2 separate regions of the Sus scrofa genome follow, and region 1 is linked to region 2. Evidence: chromatin contacts called from public HiChIP or PLAC-seq data. All regions are on one chromosome and are shown on one strand. The core of a region is the stretch at or near the end of the contact, and the rest is flanking DNA. Distances in the headings are between cores, read along the strand shown. Region 1 overlaps ROCK2 (rho-associated protein kinase 2). Region 2 has its middle 43 kb from the start of E2F6.

The links. HiChIP or PLAC-seq counts read pairs in DNA pulled down with a chosen protein or histone mark.
Region 1: an H3K27ac HiChIP or PLAC-seq map of skeletal muscle shows a contact between it and region 2. The contact joins two enhancer-like sites. A contact is called at or near these places in 1 of 47 Hi-C or Micro-C datasets (embryonic fibroblasts) and 1 of 2 datasets of contacts at active chromatin or transcription factors (skeletal muscle).

Annotation. Positions count from the first base shown.
Region 1 is chr3:125,484,929-125,491,375 of Sscrofa11.1, forward strand. It overlaps ROCK2 (rho-associated protein kinase 2), which reads left to right. Exons shown (of 34, transcript XM_021087835.1): 33 at 3,669-3,769; 34 at 5,017-6,447. The coding sequence ends at 3,756. Among named protein-coding and RNA genes, the nearest start is that of PQLC3, 19 kb to the right of the region's middle. Within about 2 kb of position 4,708, at least 1 of the 83 cell types and tissues checked has an H3K27ac peak or open chromatin away from gene starts, as enhancers often do. A contact at or near this core is called in skeletal muscle, where this site is marked.
Region 2 is chr3:125,287,978-125,294,315 of Sscrofa11.1, forward strand. No RefSeq gene overlaps it. Among named protein-coding and RNA genes, the nearest start is that of E2F6, 43 kb to the left of the region's middle. Within about 2 kb of position 4,989, at least 1 of the 83 cell types and tissues checked has an H3K27ac peak or open chromatin away from gene starts, as enhancers often do. A contact at or near this core is called in skeletal muscle, where this site is marked.

The sequences.
Region 1 (6,447 bases), core at 3,458-5,957, 200 kb after region 2:
AAAAAAAGTAAAAGATTGACTAACCAAAAAGTAAAGCCTTGTAAATTTTAAAATTTTAAATTTTAAAAATACTGTGCTTACTTTGGCAGCACATGAACTAAAATTGAAACGGTACAGAGAAGATTAGATTAGCAAGGCCCTTGCACAAGGAGGACATGCAAATTCATGAAGTGTTCCATATTTTTCAGAATTCACTTGGTGGCTCAGCAGTAACAAACCCGACTAGTATTCATGTGGACGTGGGTATGATAACTTGGCGTTGCTGTGAGCTGTGGTGTAGGTTGCAGACACAGCTCCAGTACCGAGTTGCTGTGGCTGTGGTGTAGGCCCACAGCTATAGCTCTGATTCAACCCCTAGCCTGGGAACTTCCATGTGCCATAGGTGCAGCCCTAGAAAGACAGATAAATAAATAAATAAGCCACATATTTTACAATATATATGAGAAAGATGGGTTAGTGTCTTTGTGCCTACAGTTCTTATATAAATCATTAAGAAAAAGAAGATTGGAGTTCCCGTCCTGGCTCAGCGGAATAGAATCTGACTAGCATACATGAAGACACAGGTTCGATCCTTGGCCTCGAGCAGTGGGTTAAGGACCTGGCGTTGCCGTGAGCTGTGATGTAGACCAGCAGCTACAGCTCCGCTTTGACCCCCTAGCCTGGGAACCGCCATATGCCATTAAAAAGACAAAGAGAAAAAAAAAAAGAAGTCTGACTCTTCCCAATATAAAATTAAGTGAGGAACATACAGCCATTACCATAAAGATGAGAAAGTGATCAACCTGATTATTAAGCAAAAGAAATTAAAATTAAATTAAAACTATATTGTAAAGCCATTTTTATCTGCCAAACTGGTAAAGATTAAGAAACTTAATATTGATAAGGTATAAAGAAATGGGCCCACTCATGTGCTTCTAGTAAAACTCAACGTTAAATGCATTCCTTCTTTTTTTTTTTTTTTTGGTCTTTTTAGAGCCACACCCACAGCATATGCAGCTTCCCAGGCCAGGGGTTGAATTGGCGCTGTGGCCGCTAGCCTACACCACAGCAACGCCAGATCCCAGCCCCATCTGCGACCTACACCACAGCTCATGGCAATGCCGGCTCCTTAACCCCCCGAGCAAGGCCAGAGATTGAGCCTGCAACCTCATGGATCTTAGTTGGATTCATTTCCGCTGAGCCATGATGGGAACTCCTGAATGCACCCCTTCTGAAGCAGTCTTTGGCAGTTAGTTTCACAGGCCTGAAGTATATACTTATTGATCAATTAATGGAGAAAACAGAAGATCAAACAGATAATTACAGTACTGTTTCACATGTTGCTTGTTATGGAGCCATGAACAAATGCTATGGGAGAACAAAACTAGTATGGAGAATTCTGCCATTGAAGCATCAAGAAAGATCTCAAAAAAATTGAAAAAGAGGAGGAGCAGTAATTTTCCAGGCAAAGAAATAAGGGGAAAGACAATTTTAGGCAAAATGTTAAGTGCAGAGGCACTAGTTATGTGTTTGCAGTGTATTGGGTTAGGGTAGGCAGAGGTAATGACAGGAAGTGGTAGGAGACGACTCTGGAGAGACAAGCTCTGAGCCAGGTTGAAAAGGGCCACGTTCACTATGCTATAGGGGTTTTGATTTTGTTCTCCTAATAGAAGTCTTTCAGTAAGAGATTGGTGTGTTTTGACTTAATGAGATCCTGAACTAAAGTACTGACAGTGAAAATGGAGAGAAGTCAAGTTTAAGTTGAAATGACAAGAATTAGTTAGCTGGCTCAAAGGGGGATGAGGGGAAGGTTGTAAAGGAAGTCTCACCACACATCACACCTATAGCCAACTGATAAGACTTAAAATGTGAAGGTTGTGACATGGACACACACTTCACACATATTTCAAAGGTTTCAGAAGGATATGAAATGCAAATTTTTTATAAAGTGTGCTAAAACTGGGGCTTCAGTGCCCTGGAAGCCCTGCTGATCTCAGTCTCCCACGTAGTAGAGTTGAAACCATAGCTAAAAGTTACTTTATATGTAAGCCTTAAAAAAATGAGTATGAGAGTTCTGTTGTGGCACAGCGAAAACGAAGCTGACTGGGAACCATGAGGATGTGGGTTTGATCCCTGGCCTTACTCAGTGGGTTAAAGATCCAGCATTGCTGTGAGCTGTGGTGTAGGTCACAGACGCAGCTTGGATCCCCCATTGCTGTGGCTGTGGTGTAGGCCAGCAGCTGTAGCTCTGATTAGACCCTTAGCCTGGGCACCTCCATATGCCTCAGGTGTGGCCCTCAAAAGACAAAAAAAGAAAAAAAAAAAAGTATGTACTAGGCTGTGATATGTGTTGAGTGAATAATAGTCATAGTTATAAGTTTGTGTGCTTGGTCAAATACTCTGCATTTAGCACATTTTGAAATGCAGTAATTTGAGTTAGTTTGTTTACTTTTCTTTTTTTTTTTTTTTTTTTTTTTGGTCTTCCTGCCTTTTCTAGGGCCACTCCCATGGCATATGGAGGTTCCCAGACTTGAGGCCTAATCGGAGCCGCAGCCCTGGCCTACTCCAGAGCCAGAGCAACGTGGGATCCTTAACCCACTGAGCAAGGCCAGGGATCGAACCTGTAACCTCATGGTTCCTAGTCAGATTCATTAACCACTGCGCCACGATGGGAACTCCCAGTTTGTTTACTTTTAAATTAGGGTAATCATCGGTCAGTCTACTCTGTCAGTGATTACTGAAGTCAGCCAGCCTTATGAGAATTCATCTTAAAAATGCACCACACCCCAACCCCCAGTTTAATTATGTCAGAATCTCTTGAGATGGAGCCTGGAAATATGCATTATGCATTGCCTTGGGTAAATCATATACACTCAAGTTTAAGAATCACTGACATAGTGACCATAGATGAGATTATGGAGATCAGGTGAGTTATTTGGCACAAATATCTTGATGAATGTCACAGTTACAATAAACAACAATGTTAACCCCATTTTTAAAGATAAAAATGATTATCGAAATATTAGGAGATGGGCTTGGAAAGAAAAGACTACATACACCTCTACTCTAAGTCACTTCATTCGGCCAGGATAGGTTGCTAATGCTGCTTATCTCCCTATGGTTTTTTTCCTTGTCTGTAATTCTCACGGAAGGATTACCTTTTAGTGACCTATTGAATATGTAAGATCCTGCTGGGATTGAGAAAGCTATGTTGTTACTATTACTCGCCTCTCATATTCAGGCTTATGGTACAATTCTGGGAAGATGTGAGCTGACAGTCTGGGCCCTTTTGTGAAGGGCAAATTGACACAGGTTGAGCTCTCATAGTTCTTAAATCAAACTGGGCATCACGTTGAGCTCTCATAGTTCTTAAATCAAACTGGGCATCACGTGGTTATGTCTTCATAGGGGTCCAGGGGGAAGGAGATTGTGTCTCACCAGCATATTATCTCTGTCCTAAGTTCTCTGGTAGTCTGGAAAGCGTCCTACCTGAACAACAAGATTAGGTGTGTTTGCAGATAAAGAAAAAGATTTCCTTGTGTGCTTCCATCCGAATTTTAATCATGTTGTTACTGATGAAGGGAAGGTTAAGATGCTTACTGCACAAAGTGTGATTTCTCCATCATTGCATTTTGAAGTCCCGTTGCTAAAGAGTGTTGGAGTATAAATTTGCAAACCTCCTATTGCAGATTGCTTGATTTGGCATTTAAAGACTGGGATTGGTCGTTTGATGATATTGATGGTGGTGATGATGATGGCGATGTTTTTGATTTCTGAAGAAGTAAATGGGGTAAATCACAAAAAGAAAAATGAGTTGTTTTAGTATTTCCAAGTAGTGCATGTGGTTTGCACTTTGGGTGTCACTATTTTTGACCGGCTTGAAATTTTATGAAGTTGTTTTTGATAGTATATATTTGAAAAGTAGTTTTCAGAAAAGTTTCTAACTGAAATTTCCACATGAAGTGTAAAAGTGAAATGCTATGTTCAGATTCTTTATTGGCTATATATTTTCATTACAGTTGAAATAATTTTTTAACTTAGGAATGAAACATGTAGAAATCACAAAAGGAGCTAATTCTGGTACTTTCTGTTCATTCCAAAGAAGTCATATTCAGAGAAGTAAAATTTACAGTGTTTTCAAGTTCCTACAACTGTATTAGTTTGTGAACATAGCATGGGATGCCTTTCTCCCTCCATCCCTCTCTCCTTCCCTCTCCTTTCCTTCTTTCTAACTTGCAAGGATTGAAACCATAAAAACTTTGTAAGTCTCATAAGTGCTGTGAAGTAGCTCTTTCTGATCTGGCTTTTTTGTGATGTGAAATGTTTATTTTTTGAAAATGTAGTCTTGCTGAAGAATGCTAATGGTATGCTGTGAAAGCTCTCGTGCTTTTTAGAAGATGTAGCTTGGTTAAGCAGTGGCTAAAGGAGATTTGAATGAAACTTGAACCCCATGAGTTATAAATAAACCTTTTACATGGAAGGAATGTCGAAGAAGTAATGTCTATCTTAACCTAAGTACCATGCTGTAAAATATGTACTTAGATCACTTAATATTGGGGTCTGTTTATAACCAGGATTTATGGACGATTTTTATATATATTTACTATAACAGTATGTTTGTTTCCATTTCATAGATTTTTTAAAATGTGGCATAGGGTCAAAGAGTCAAGGAGAACCTGGCCCCTAGGTCCGTTCTTCCTTCAGCTACATGAGGAAGCTAGCAGTTAAACCCCAGCGCAAACTTACATTCGTATGAGTTATCCAGGGACGTACTGTCTAACCTGAGTAGCCAGCTAACCATATTAAAACTTGTGTGTCATATTTGTGGCCAATATGAGAAAGAGTATAATTGCATGTACCTAAAAATAAGAAAAAGTAACACAGTAAATGTGTTTTATGCATGATTTAGGTGTTAAAAGTATATAGTAGTCGGAAGACTATACAGTTCGTTGTAATTAAATGTCTTTTCAAAGAACGGATAAAGTCTTCTAAATTATTTCACTGTATCAGCTACCTCTGTTTTCCTTTTCTTTACAGCTAACTGCCTTCTGTGAATGCAGTCATTAGTCAAGGTGATCATATTCTTCCAGCTGAAACAAGACTGAAATATGATGGCCCAAATTTATTAAAAAGCTATATTTTCTTGAGAGACTGATAAACACATACATATATATGTTTCCTTTATTCCTGCAATATAAATTATAAATCTTGGATAGATTTTCTGGGCTCTTTTGGAGCAACAAGTTGAGCCAGCAGTGATTGGTTAATCAGATAAGAACATCATGTGCAACTCTTCCAAGTTCGTTCCATCCAGCTCTCTTGGCAGTCACTCATACACTACATTGCATAAAAGGATTGAGAAGAGTTAAAGTTTAAAGAAGTCATCTTTTCAGCTTCAACAGAGAGATTTCACCAGCACATTTGCCAGAAGAATCTGGGAGTGGGTTCCACTACAGTGATACAGACTGCATCTTTAAGAAGTGACCATTGTGTGTGTGTGTGTGTGTGTATCCGCATGCATTCATGCACACACACACATATATATAGTACTGTAATACTGCAAGAGGGTTTTTTTTAACTTCCCACTTTATTTTTTTATAAACATTAATCCAATATCATTACTTACTGCAGTTGCAACTATGCACTTGTATAAAGCCATAATGTTGGAGCTCATATCACTCATTTGCGTGTACCTGATGGAAGCTGCATGTTTATGTTTAAGCAATTACTGTAACACACAGTTTAAAGTTAATTCTGTCAGTTTCCTAAAGCTTCATAATAGGCAACGTTACCCATTTTGAATGCCTTAATTTAATTTTTTGTTCAAAATTCCAACTCTTTTCTGTATTTAAAAAAAAAACAAACAAAAAACAAAAAAAGAACAAGTGTTTACCAGCTGTTAGGATGCAGATTTGCTTTGCAGGAGAAAAATAGTGCACTATTTTTACACATAATAGTTATCAATGTCAGCCTATTTTGATTGTATAACAGATTTTTTTTAAGTATCGGTGATAAAAACAATAATGGATAGTGTTGGAACTAATATATCTGTTATGTATAATCTATTACTCATCCGACCCTTTTACAGACCTCAGTATTAGTTTGTGACTATGAAGCGGTTTCTTTGGTTTTAATTTGCTGGCTACCCTAGATGTGTTTTTATTTCTGGTAAAGACATTTGTGACTATTTTTTACATTTTCACACTCAAGATTCAAAAATTATCTCAAGTACAAAGAAAACTTAAGACATACTGTACATATATTTTAAATATTTAAATGTGATCCCTTAAACAGACAGCTGTATGGCAATATTGCAGTATTGGGTTAAGAAAACTGATGACTGGGAAAAAGTGGCCTCAAAGGCACTTAACTTGATTTTTATTTTTTTAAATGCTGTTAAAGTTACAATTTATGGAGGACTATTCCTGCTATATTTCTCGTTATCCCAGAAAAGTGTATGTTTTATAC
Region 2 (6,338 bases), core at 3,739-6,238:
CAGCAGCGACAATGCCAAATCCTTAACCACTAGGCCACCAGGGAACTCCTGGAATCTGTACTGGAAACTTCTCCCCCAGCTAGCTTTGTATACTACCGTTTAAGATCCAGGAGCTCCGTGAGGATGGAGATATTTTTGATTCACTGTTGTTTGCTTGGCTCTTAGTTCAGTGTCTGCTGCTTCTCAGGTGTTGCTTTAGACAGGCTGGTTCCTGCGTTGGTTGGTTGGCTGGTGGAGAGAATCGATTCAAACTCTACCAGCAGTAACTGGCCATAAGCCACACCCCAGCCACGTGTTAATGACATTTGGTTGATAAGTATGTTCCTTCGCTATTTCTGGTGAAACCCAGAGGTGGCATAGCCTCATAGAATGGCAGATAGCATTTTCCAAACGTGGTGGCAATGATTCTTCCACCCTACAGGGTCTCCCGTAATGTGACCTTGCCACCCCTCCACCCAGAGGCCAGGTCTGTGTTCCCTGCCCTTGAATCTAAGCAGGCTTGTGACTTGCTTGTAACCAATAGAATGTGAAAAAGGGGTGACGCATGACCTCTGAGGCCGATTTAAATAAGCAATGCAGCTGCTCCCTTGCTGTCCAGGTCACTTGCTTCTGGACCCGAGGCTCCAGGTAAGAAGGCTCCACGTGGTGAGGAAGCCCAGGCCACCTGAAAGGCCACCTGTGGGTTCTCCAGTCAACAGTCCCAGCTGAGGTCCCACCCAACAGCCAGATCACCCACCTGACGTGTCAGCGTCCTGCCTGCAATTGCTGAGTCCCCTCCAGCCGTTACACCTCCCCCCGGCATCGTGAGGCTCCAGGGCCATCCCACCGCCTTGTCGAAACACCCGCCCACAGAATCCCTGAGAGTAGGAAAAGGCTTTTTCAATCTTATTTGAGGAGTAATTTGTCATACAGCAACCATAACTGCCACACACTGTAAAGCTCTTCTGGGAGCTCCCTGGTGGCTCCGCAGATTAAGGATCTGGCATTGTCGATGCTGTGGTGCGGGTTCGATCCCTGGCCCTGGAACTTCCGCATGCTGCGGGCAAGGCCACAAACATTTTTTTTAAATGAATAAAGCTTTTCTGGATTAGAATCACCTGACCACCTCGTGCTACAACTCCTATGCACTGAAATGCATAAACTTAGATTTGAATCTTCGCTCTGATCACACTGTTGCTGTGTTCTTCCTGGCCTTTTGCTCTTTTTCCCTTCTGCACACCACCACAGAGGAGAAGACCCACTGCCTCTAACCCCCCAGCCCTGCTCGAAATGCTTCAAAGAAAACGATTGCAGAAACGTGGCATGGGCCCCGTGACGTTAGCAATGCAAGGAGAACTTAATAAAGCAACATGAAACACTAAACCAAGGTCATTTTAAATTGCATTCCAATCTAAAAAGGAAAGCGCTAAATAATCATGTCGTAGCAGTATCAGGAATTTGGTCACGGAATCTTTATCGAGCCTCTCGGTTTGGAAAGTCAGATGGAATAATGGGGAGAGGAACAAATTAGGGATCCATAGAGCCCGAGTTCAGACATAAGCTCATCCCTATATTGGCTCTGTGGTCTTGAAACCCGACTTAACCTCTCTGACCTTCAGCTGTCATCTCTAAAGCGAGATTAGATCATAATCTAATGATTATCCCACGAGGCTGTGTTGCTGCTCAAGCGAGGGGACGAGAGATATGACAACAGTTTGTAAAGCTGGAAGACAAAATCCAAGCCCCCAAGGTTTGTTTCCACTAAGGAATCCTTCAGAAAAATGAGACCGGAGAATAAACTGAAATTTTATCCAGGCAATTTAGGACAGTATGGGGGAAAGCAATGCAAAAGACAAAACCAAAAGTCCTCTGCACTTTTTCTTTCTTGAATTGCAGCGCTCCTAGCAGCCCCAGGTGTCCAGACGTACCAGTCACGGTGGTCAAGCCACTTCGCTGCCCTTCCCCCAGGGTCCCGTTTACACTGAGTGTTCCTCGGCTTTGCTTTCAGCAAGTTCACCCTCTGCTGCTGAGGTGTAGCCTCCCCCTACTTTTGAAACAAACAGCAGCTTGGTTGCTTTCTTTTTGGCCATGCCTGTTGCATGCAGAAGTTCCTGGACCAGGGATTGAACCTGCGCCACAGAGCAGTGACCCAAGCCATAGCAGTGACCATGCCAGATCCTTAACCCGCTCAGCCACCAGGGAACTTCAACTATGGCTGCTTTGCAAAGATGCATTTCCAATTCCGATTCGTAAGACAGGCTGCCGGTCTCCTTTGGGTCTTATACCTCTTTTTGATTTTTAGGTCCCAACAGCAGCAACTCAGCCCACGCCTGGTACCCTCTGAATGTAAAGTTAAGGCTCTATTTCACACATGTCTGTCGGAACGGCCCCTTAGAGGCCAGCCCACTGTCCCCCCATTCCACAAATGAGAAAACTGAGACCCGGAGCAGGGGAAGGCTCCCAACCCAGTGTCACGACATCTTGCAGAATGGAGCTCCTCTTTCCAGAAATAGTTTCCCCCCGTGATTCCTGCGTCGAGCATGTGTTTCAGACTCGCATATCCAGCTGCCAGCTTGACATCTCCGGATGGATGACTAATGAGTTTTCTCAACTGAACTTGTCCATGCAGAGCTCCCAATCCCACCTCCCCGCCAACCACCCACCATTCCCCGGTCTACCGAGCTCAGCTCATCGCCAGCTGCCCAGGCAAAACCTTTCTTGCTCCCCACACCCAGTCACTGGCAGTGCTAAGGCTCTGCCCTCCGGGTACCTCCAGAATGTATCCATCCCACCGCCGCCACAACCACCAGCAAGCTCTCATCTCCTCTCCCCTGAGCTTCCACCGTGACCACCTTACCCGGCTCTCTGGCTCCACGTGTGTCCTCCTTGAGTCTCCTCCACGCAGTAATCAGAGTGAAGTCTTAAAAGCATAAATCAGGGAGTTTCCATTGTGGCTCATTGGGTTAAGAACCCGACTAGTATCCATGAGGATGTGGGTTCCATCCGTGGCCTTGCTCAGTGGATTAAGGGTCTGGCGTCACTGGGAACCTCCATATGCCACAGGTGCATCCCTAGGAAAAAAAAACCATAAATCAGATCACATTGCTCCATTACCCCACAGGCTCCAGTGGCTTCTCATCTCACAATACCTCCCAACTCCTTGCTGTATTTTATAAGATCCTACCTAACAAATCCTGCCCCTTCCTTATTTCTTGGGCACCTATGACTATCACTGCCCTATAATGGTCCCCTTATTTGAAGCACATGGGCCCTCCTGCTGTTCTTGGCCCATTCCTGCCCCAGGACATTTGCATTTGTTGTTTATGCCGCTAAAATGCTCTTCACTCGCATGTTCCCACAGATTTGCTGTCTCACCTGAACCAGGTTCTGACTGACCTGACTTTGACCACTTTCTAGAGAAGAGTAAACCCAGCTGGTCCCTATAGCCCTTTATCCTGCTTTTTTTTTTTTTTTTTTTTTTTTTTTGGTCTTTTTGCCTTTTCTAGGGCCGCTCCCGTGGCATACGGAGGTTCCCAGGCTAGGGGTCCAATCAGAGCTGTAGCCACCGGCCTATGCCAGAGCCACAGCAACGCGGGATCCGAGCCGTGTCTGCAACCTACACCACAGCTCTCGGCAACGCCGGATCCTTAACCCACTGAGCACGGCCAGGGACCGAACCCGCAACCTCATGGTTCCTAGTCGGATTCGTTAACCACTGGGCCACGACGGGAACTCCCACACTGGTACTTCTGCACCATGCAGACCTCCGCCTCTCTCGGTCCTCACTTTATCCCGGGTGCCTGGACAAGGTCTCTCACTTATCAGTCATGTCCGAGGAGGCCTCCTCCAACAAGAGTTATTGAAAGAATGAATGGATCAACTAGCATCTAAAATTTGGGAGAATCCAAAGCTTCTTGGGGAACAGCTTGTGGCCTTAACACACCGTGGGCACCCGCGTCATTTCTTAGCAAAGGCTCTCACAGGGGCAATTTTAATTGTGAAGAATCTACCAAGAATCACAGTGTTTACAAAGGAAAGAGATAAGAGAATATTAAAAAATGCATTTTGTGGAGTTCCCACTGTGGCTCAGTGGAAATGAATCTGACTAGTACCCATGAGGATGCAGGTTCGATCCCTGGCCTCGCCAGTGGGTTAAGGATCTGGTGTCGCTCTGGCTGTGGTGTAGGCCGGCAGCTACAGCTCCGATTCAACCCCTACCCTGGGAACCTCGTTATGCCGAGGGTGCAGCCCTAAAAAGACCAAAAAAAAAAAAAAATGCATTTTGTGCCAGAAACTCACTACCTGGGCCAGGAATTCTGGTCCAGCTTTGTCTCCTGCAGTATATTTCCGTTCTCAGAGTCTCAGACTGCAGTGCTCAGCTAGGATGTGCCGGTCCCAGCAGAAAGACGGGTGTCACATCCAAGCAGCTGAAGTGTTCCATCTGCAAGACTGGACTACTTTCTCCAGAGCCCATTTTCACGGTGGACATCCAGGAATTCCCTGGCTGGAAAGACTCAGACCTGCAGGGGGAGCTGATGGCACATGTCCATTCTGGAAAGCCCTGGAGAACCAGGGTTCAGAAGTTTAACCCTTCCTTCGAGGGGACTGATTCAAGAGGTCATTGAATTTCATAAATATTCAAAATGCTCTCTTCCTCCCGCCAGAGTCTGAGAAATTGAAAGATTCTTTAGACTCAAAATGTCCAGGGCTCCAGCTTGGTTCACGCAGCCCCTAGAAGGCAGGCTTTGATGGGGTCGGGGACTTCCTCTTCACGCATGGCCTGGGATGTCCTGTCCCACCTTGTCCACAGACGTGACCAAGGTGACGTCTCCGTGTAATGATTAAGACTATCCAAGAAACACACTTGAAATTTTGCCTGGAAAAGCACAAAAAGCCAGCTCTTCTCCTCATTCAGAATCCGCTGTAAGTTTAGTGAGAGAAGCCCAGAACCTGGCCTCATGCAGCTGGACAGCAAAACAATGTGACCTTCCTGTCAGGGATCTGAAACTACCAACCAAAGTGGAAATTCTTCTATTAATAGTTGATTTATGACGGCATCACCAGGTCAGAATGAACTCTCAAATCGTCCTTCTAATTTCACAAATGGCCACCTCACTTTCCTTAAGCTTGTCCTTTCCCTTTTTTTTTTTGGTCTTTTTAGGGCCGCCCCCAAGGCATATGGAGGTTCCCAGGCCAGGGGTCTATTCAGAGCTGTAGCCACCAGCCTACACCAGAGCCACAGCAGCGCAGGATCCGAGCCGCGTCTGCGACCTACACCACAGCTCATAGCAATGCTGGATCCTTAACTCACTGAGCAAGGCCAGGGATCGAACCTGCGTCCTCATGGATGCTAGTCAGATTCATTTCCACTGAGCCACAATGGGAACTCCTAAGCTTGTCCTTTCGGTAGATTCTAAAGCCTCTGCTCGTTCTCAGACTACAGTCCATCAGGGCAACCCTCGAAAATGGAAACACGTCCTCTTCCCCATCCCCTCCATCCTCCAGCCCCCCGATCCTGCCCGGCCCCGCCCCTGCAACAAGGACCCTTAGAGCTGGAAAGACAAGGGGGTGTGGTTCCTCTCGGTCTGGGAAATGTGTTAGTTCTCCTCCTCGTTTTGCGAGGGCTGGAGGGGATCTTTGCCCAGAGTGATGGCTCGTGCCATCCTCTACAGGCAAGTCTTTGTTGTGTTTCGGCTTTGACCTCACCCGGAAGTCCCAGGCTGGGATGGAGCCCGCACCCCAGCAGCAGCCCGAGCTGCTGCAGCGTCAATGCCAGATCCTTAACTGGCTGCACCCCAAGAGAACTCCCCAAAGGCCAGTCATTGAAACCTCACGCTGGCTTCGTGATTTCCTTAGCAAACTTTATGGGTTCCTGAGCTTCTTTTTCAAGGTCTTCAAATAAAAAACAGTCCATTAAAAATGATTTTTTTTTCTTTTTAGGCCCACGCTCGAGGCACATGGAAGTTCCCAGGCTAAGGGTCCAATCGGAGCTGCAGCTGCTGGCCTCCGTCACAGCCTTGGCAATGCCAGATCCGAGCCACATCTGTGACCTACACCACAGCTCACGGCAACGCCAGATCCTTAACCCACTGAGTGAGGCCAGGGATCGAACCCGTATCCTCATGGTTCCTAGTCATGTGTGTTTCCTCTGAGCCACAACGACAACTCCAGAAAATGAACTTTTTTTTTTTTTTTTTTGGTCATTTTGGCATTTCTTGGGCCACTCCTGCGGCATATGGAGGTTCCCATGCTAGGGGATCAATTGGAGCCGTAGCCGCCGGCCTGCACCACAGCTCACGGCAATGCTGGATCCTTAACCCACTGAGCAAGGCCAGGGATCGAACCCGCAACCTCATGTT